2 separate regions of the Rattus norvegicus genome follow, and region 1 is linked to region 2. Evidence: chromatin contacts called from public HiChIP or PLAC-seq data. All regions are on one chromosome and are shown on one strand. Each heading gives the region's core, a stretch centred on a gene start, on an enhancer-like site or on the middle of the called end of the contact. The rest is flanking DNA. Distances are from core to core; before and after follow the strand shown. Region 1 overlaps Sorcs1 (sortilin-related VPS10 domain containing receptor 1). Region 2 overlaps Sorcs1 (sortilin-related VPS10 domain containing receptor 1).

The links. HiChIP or PLAC-seq counts read pairs in DNA pulled down with a chosen protein or histone mark.
Region 1: a contact with region 2 is called in an H3K27ac HiChIP or PLAC-seq map of oligodendrocytes, with 5 times the contacts expected there. The contact joins two enhancer-like sites. A contact is called at or near these places in 1 of 12 Hi-C or Micro-C datasets (frontal cortex) and 1 of 1 datasets of contacts at active chromatin or transcription factors (oligodendrocytes).

The regions. Positions count from the first base shown.
Region 1 is chr1:259,322,955-259,325,719 of GRCr8, forward strand. The region is part of intron 2 of Sorcs1 (sortilin-related VPS10 domain containing receptor 1); the gene reads right to left. Among named protein-coding and RNA genes, the nearest start is that of Sorcs1, 210 kb to the right of the region's middle. Within about 2 kb of position 1,382, at least 20 of the 93 cell types and tissues checked have an H3K27ac peak or open chromatin away from gene starts, as enhancers often do.
Region 2 is chr1:259,252,911-259,255,610 of GRCr8, forward strand. All of the region lies in intron 3 of Sorcs1 (sortilin-related VPS10 domain containing receptor 1), which reads right to left. Among named protein-coding and RNA genes, the nearest start is that of Sorcs1, 280 kb to the right of the region's middle. Within about 2 kb of position 1,386, at least 27 of the 93 cell types and tissues checked have an H3K27ac peak or open chromatin away from gene starts, as enhancers often do.

The sequences.
Region 1 (2,765 bases), core at 132-2,631, 70 kb after region 2:
AGTTTAGGAGAGTAGGGTCTCAGCAGACACAATACCTGATACATTCATCCTGTCTCATCCCTGAATCTTCAGCACAGCACACCTCTTGACATTTCACAGCCAGTCTGAGAATCCCGTGGCTTTGCACAATGCTTAAACCAGTGGCTCACAATTCTGCCAGCATGTTACACTCACATGGTGAAATGTTAAGAGATGCCAATCTGTTGCCATCTCAAGCCAATGTAATTAGATCTCCTGGTGTTGGTGAGGTGGAGTATGTCAAGTTATATTAAAAGTTCCCCGAATGCAGAACCTGCTTGAGATCTTACGTAATCCTTTCGGAAATATAATTACTGCCTTGGGATTTTTTTCCCCCATCTGTTTTAGGTGAACCCTCCCTGACAGACTAAACCTACTGAACACAGAGAGACTTGAGAATAAAACCCAATCCGTGCTTAATTTGACCAACTCCCTTAAATCAGAGCAACTCAACCAGAAAGAAAGCAACAGCAGCAAGCCCTGACTGGCTACCCACACAGCTCTTTCTTAGGAGATGATCCTTTTATTTCTTGCACAGGAAGATGTGGTTAAAATGTAGCTTCCTGATTGCCCCAACCTCAGGAATCAGAGCTCCTATTGACCAGAGAATTTGCATTTCAACAGGCTTCCCAGAGCATGTAACAACACAAAAGTGTGGAGGCACAGCTTTCTAAGAGGTTGTATTAATTAGAGACATGGGAAATCATTTCCTCCTGGCAATATAATCTGCTGGGTGTTCTCCACCTGGTTGCACAGCAACAGGAGATATAAACAATCCTTTCCAAGGTCACATCCCAGGACTTTGAGTTCCCTCCCCGCGTCTCTAAGTTTTTGAAAAGCTTCCCTATAGGGTTCTAAAAACAAGAACATGGCGAAATGGTGCTGTCACTGGGCGGTAAGGATAATAATGGCGATCAAGACTCAGGAACTATATTACTACGGAGTCTTTTCTTTGGCCAAGCATCATTTCCTGAACAAATTCCTCCATGTCAGTAAGGAAAGGGGAGCGAGCCTCTTTCCTGTCAGCTTGTCTTTTGGACCCAGAAGGGAGCACACACTAAGAAAGCGTTTGAGGCAGTGGGCACTCGAAATATCCATTATTCATCGCAGGGACCGAAGGCTCCCGGGGCATTATTAAACAAATTGATGAACACTATGGCTGGATTTCAAGGCAAGAAAAATGCTGCTGGAACTGAAATCTGCTTATTCTTCATTGAAAAACTCTTGTAAGTAAAGACCCAGGAACTGACTTCATGGATTTCCCCGTGCGGGCGATAGCATTTACATCTCAAAAGGCTGCTCTGCCTCCCTCGGAGGGAGCCTGGCTATTGAGGATTCCCGAATGCGCAGCACCGGATGAAATGCAACTTAATTCTGTCTGCTGAGGAGAGAGGATTCAGAGCTCACCCTGCTGGGTGCTGTGCGTGGTGTGGCAGTTATTATGTGAACAAATGCGAACTCGAGCCAGTTATCACTGCCACCACCTGCTTTGCTCTTTAGCACAACTTAGAGCCATGCACAAAGAACTCTGGGTTCTTATTGGACATCCTGAATTAACACTGGGAGGCGGTGGTGGATGGGGGGGGCGTCTTTTTTTTCTGGTACATTTTGAAGGTAGGGGTGGGGGAAGATCCCAGAACAGTTCCTCTAATTCCTACTCTGCTGGTAGCTACTAGAACAGGCTTGGAGAACAGGAGCATGTAAAATGCCCTGGGGTACCATATTCTTTTAAGTGACAAAGGGAGGAAAAGAAGAGCCAGCTGCCACTCACAGAGCAAGGGAAATGCCGAGTTTCTTTCCGCTCTGTATGCGTCTCTGCACCAGACCTAATCAACCCCAAGTGCACAGTAGGAAGGCCATGAAGCTCCCGCCTTTCCCAAGCCTGTGATTGGCTTTAAAGCCCTGTCATTCCTCACTGTAATAAGCTCTTAAAAAGTAAATCAAAAGCTATTAAAACACTCTGACATTGAATTTGCTTCCTCAGAGGAACCATAAAGGGCTAGAACGTACACCATTTACCAAGGAGAGGGACGCTAGACTTAAAAACGAATTTATTAGCTTGTGTCTTATGCTACTGTTTAGTGATAAACTATAACAGCTGGATGTCATGATGCACTGCTAAACTCCTAGTATCGTTATCCAAGTTACTCTGGGTTTCGCTGGTGATTTATAAGGATGTGCGAGTGAAACCTCGGGAAAAACTTTCTCCTTTAAATGAAGGGGCCTGAGGTCATTCGACCAATGCACTTGGGATGTCAGTAGTGCCATCAGACTGCACACCACTGCCTTCACCAATGGAATGCTGGGGGATAAAGTCAAATAAGATAATAAAATAAACTGGGGTGCATGGCAGTCAAGCTCCGCCATTACCCAGGGTAACCTGGGATAAACTCTTTGAGCTGTCCTCAGCTTCAGCTGTAAAATACATGGGCGGACGTTTATGGAAAACCCATCCTCACAGCAAACTTTTTGCTCCCCTGGCACATCCTATCTCTCTGGATCCTCTTCCTCACCAATCCCTGGACGGGTGCAGGAGCTCTGTTGTAGATGGGTCGTCTGGTCCTAGGTCCCACAACTGCATACTGATCTGTTAATGGTTTATCATTATCAAATCTGTAACGGTCTCTGGTATATCTGGTATATCTGTCTATAATATATATATATATAATATATATATGAACAAGTAACATTATTTGGACTGAGCAGGTTGTATGCATATGTCTAGAAATACACAAGAATGTGGGGTG
Region 2 (2,700 bases), core at 136-2,635:
GCTCCTCCAGGCCCGCAGGCAGTGGAAGTGAAATTTGACCTTGTGTGCAGGGGCAGGAAATGCTAGCCATGAAGGAACTGGCTTTTTTCTTGGCTGAGATGCTCTGTAGTAACCAGATTGCCCTTTCGAGAAGACAGCATGATCCAGGCTGCGCTGGTCTCCTGGGAATGTTTCCTAATCATGCCAGGCTCTCTCTGCTAGCCATGTTTAATCCCACTTGTCAGTGAAGAAACTTGAAAGACAGGACAGCCAAATTGCAAACTGGAAATGAGTGACAGCCCCGCTCTGGCAACACGAGGGCAGAGGGAGGTTGAACCACTGAGTACAAAGAAAAAGGTTGATCCGGGCATTGGCTTGGCATTGTGCTTTCATCTCCACTATGTCTGACAACTCATAAGCTCTCCTGCAGCAGAAACACCCTTAGAGTCTGCTGGGCTCACATGGACACATGGTTCTCTGAAAAGGGGAAAGCAACTTTATTCACATATGTGTTCTCACAATGAGGGACGACTGTTGGTGGTGTCTGCTTTCATTACTTTAATTTAGGGCACATCTCTTGTTTGTGATTGGGGTAGGAGAAGCAATAGGATGGTGGACTAAAAGATGTCTATGATGAATACCATGTTTCCTTGATTTGAAGGAGATGGGAGAATCAAATTCAGTCATAATTCATTGACTTTAGAAAATTTTTTTTACTCACCATCAAAATAAAATTTTAAGCCAGATATAATGACACGTTTTTCATCCAAGCATTGGTGAGGCTAATTGTAGGTTGATCTCTGTTAGAGACCGGCCTGGCTAACACAGCAGCTTTCAGATCTGCCAAGGTTATATAACTAGAAGTTATCTTTAATAATAAAATAAACTTAAAAGTGAACTTGAACCTCTCCCATCTTTGTCAAATAAGCAAGGAGGGTGGAGAGGGTCTTAGACTAGTAACATGAACTGAAAGCAGAGATTGGAGATACTGAGGGAAGAGGGGACCAGCAACACAGAGCCGGGGTGATTCATGCTCATTAGAAAAAAAAAGTTAATGAACAGTTGCTTTTTTCTGGAGCTGGACTGAAGTCCTGGGCTTGGTCCCAGCATGGTAAAACCAAGCCAAATTTAATGAGAATAAACAGAAATAACTACAATCATATAAAACACTATTCTTAACAGCTTGAACTTAAAGCGATGATAACCCTTTTTACTAATTCCCCAGTGCCTTAGTTTAGAATGTTGTTCCCGAATCTGTTTTCTTCTTCTTCTTTTTTTTTCTAAATCGCCACATGTGTTTTGTATTGTTAAAGTTTCTTTCTCAAGGGCTCTCTGAATAGCTGCCTCTAATAAGCCTGTGTGGGATGCCTGTGTTTCATACCAAGACACAGCCACTTGCTGTGCAAAGGAATGACGTGAGAGCCCCGAGATAATGGAGCAGAACTTTCAGAGTACAACATTCCAAGAGGCCCTCCTCCAGGGGCTGAACAAATAAATGTCTTTGAAAACACTGTAGTCCTACTCTCCCCAGGACTCTGCACACTTGTAGCTTGTAAGCATTCTTTGCCGCATACTAACTAAGTATTATTCACCCCAGCCTCTTCCTTCCTTCCTTCCTTCCTTCCTTCCTTCCTTCCTTCCTTCCTTCTGTCTTTCCTTCCTAGCTATTAGAACAAAGAGGCAATGGCTGCCTGAACACTCCATTTTCCTACCTCATTCCTACAGGTTGTGAATCCTATTTCCTTACAGCTGTGCTCATCCGTGCACTCCCTGACCTCAATCCTATCCAGAAGTCAAATATTCAATACAGTTGTCTTTCTGGGAGAAAAAGAATAAGCCAAAGAATTTATGTCAAAGGTACAAATTGCAATAGTTGAATTTCAAATCAGATCCTATGTTGTCCAGTAGAGGGCAGCTAGCTCTGAAGTCTTAACTTCAGAAGCTAAAAACCTTACCCACTTGTATTTACAATTTAGAAAAAAAAAGAAAGAAAGAAAGAAAAGAAAAAAGAAAAACAATTAAAAAATGCCTTCCTGTCAGTTCAGTGTGCCTCCTGTGTACAGGAAAATAAATATAGCTCTTCCTGCATGCACTGGAGAACTGGAGAACATGGGGAAATGGTAGGGTGCAGAGTGTCAGAGTTATTCTATTAGAATTCCTGAGGATTAGAGCTTCTCAATCTGTGTTGTCACAAGCAACTAGGATGTTGCTTATATGTGGTATGGTTTAAGAACTTAGTAGCAATTTGGCCCCTCGATTCCATCAGTTCTGACAAAGGGTGCTGGGCATATCCTGAGTGAGCATTTTTGTGCGTATTGAGAAAGGCCAAAGGCTTAGCTATAGTGCAGGGTACAAACAGCTAAGAAAGTGGGACTGCGGCACCTACCTTTTCACTGTGCACACCTGACAACTGCTATACATACCAGAGAAATGACTGTGCCTAAAAGGAAATTATAGCTTTCTGTAATATGTGCTTAATATGTGCCTTCCAAGAAGCTTGGGGAACTCTCTGGGTGGCCAACTCTTGCAGTTATTAGCCATGTGCCCTGACCAGTGCCCTTCCTGGGGTTATTTCCATCAACTTTGCAGTGCAGTTCTTAAGACCATCCTCATCCTCTCGGAGTTTCTTGCTTCTGCATTAGCCCCGATCCCATGACAAAGCTCTCAGAAGGTCCTGGCAGTTGAACTTCATAGCTTGCACTTCATGATGATCACGACCTT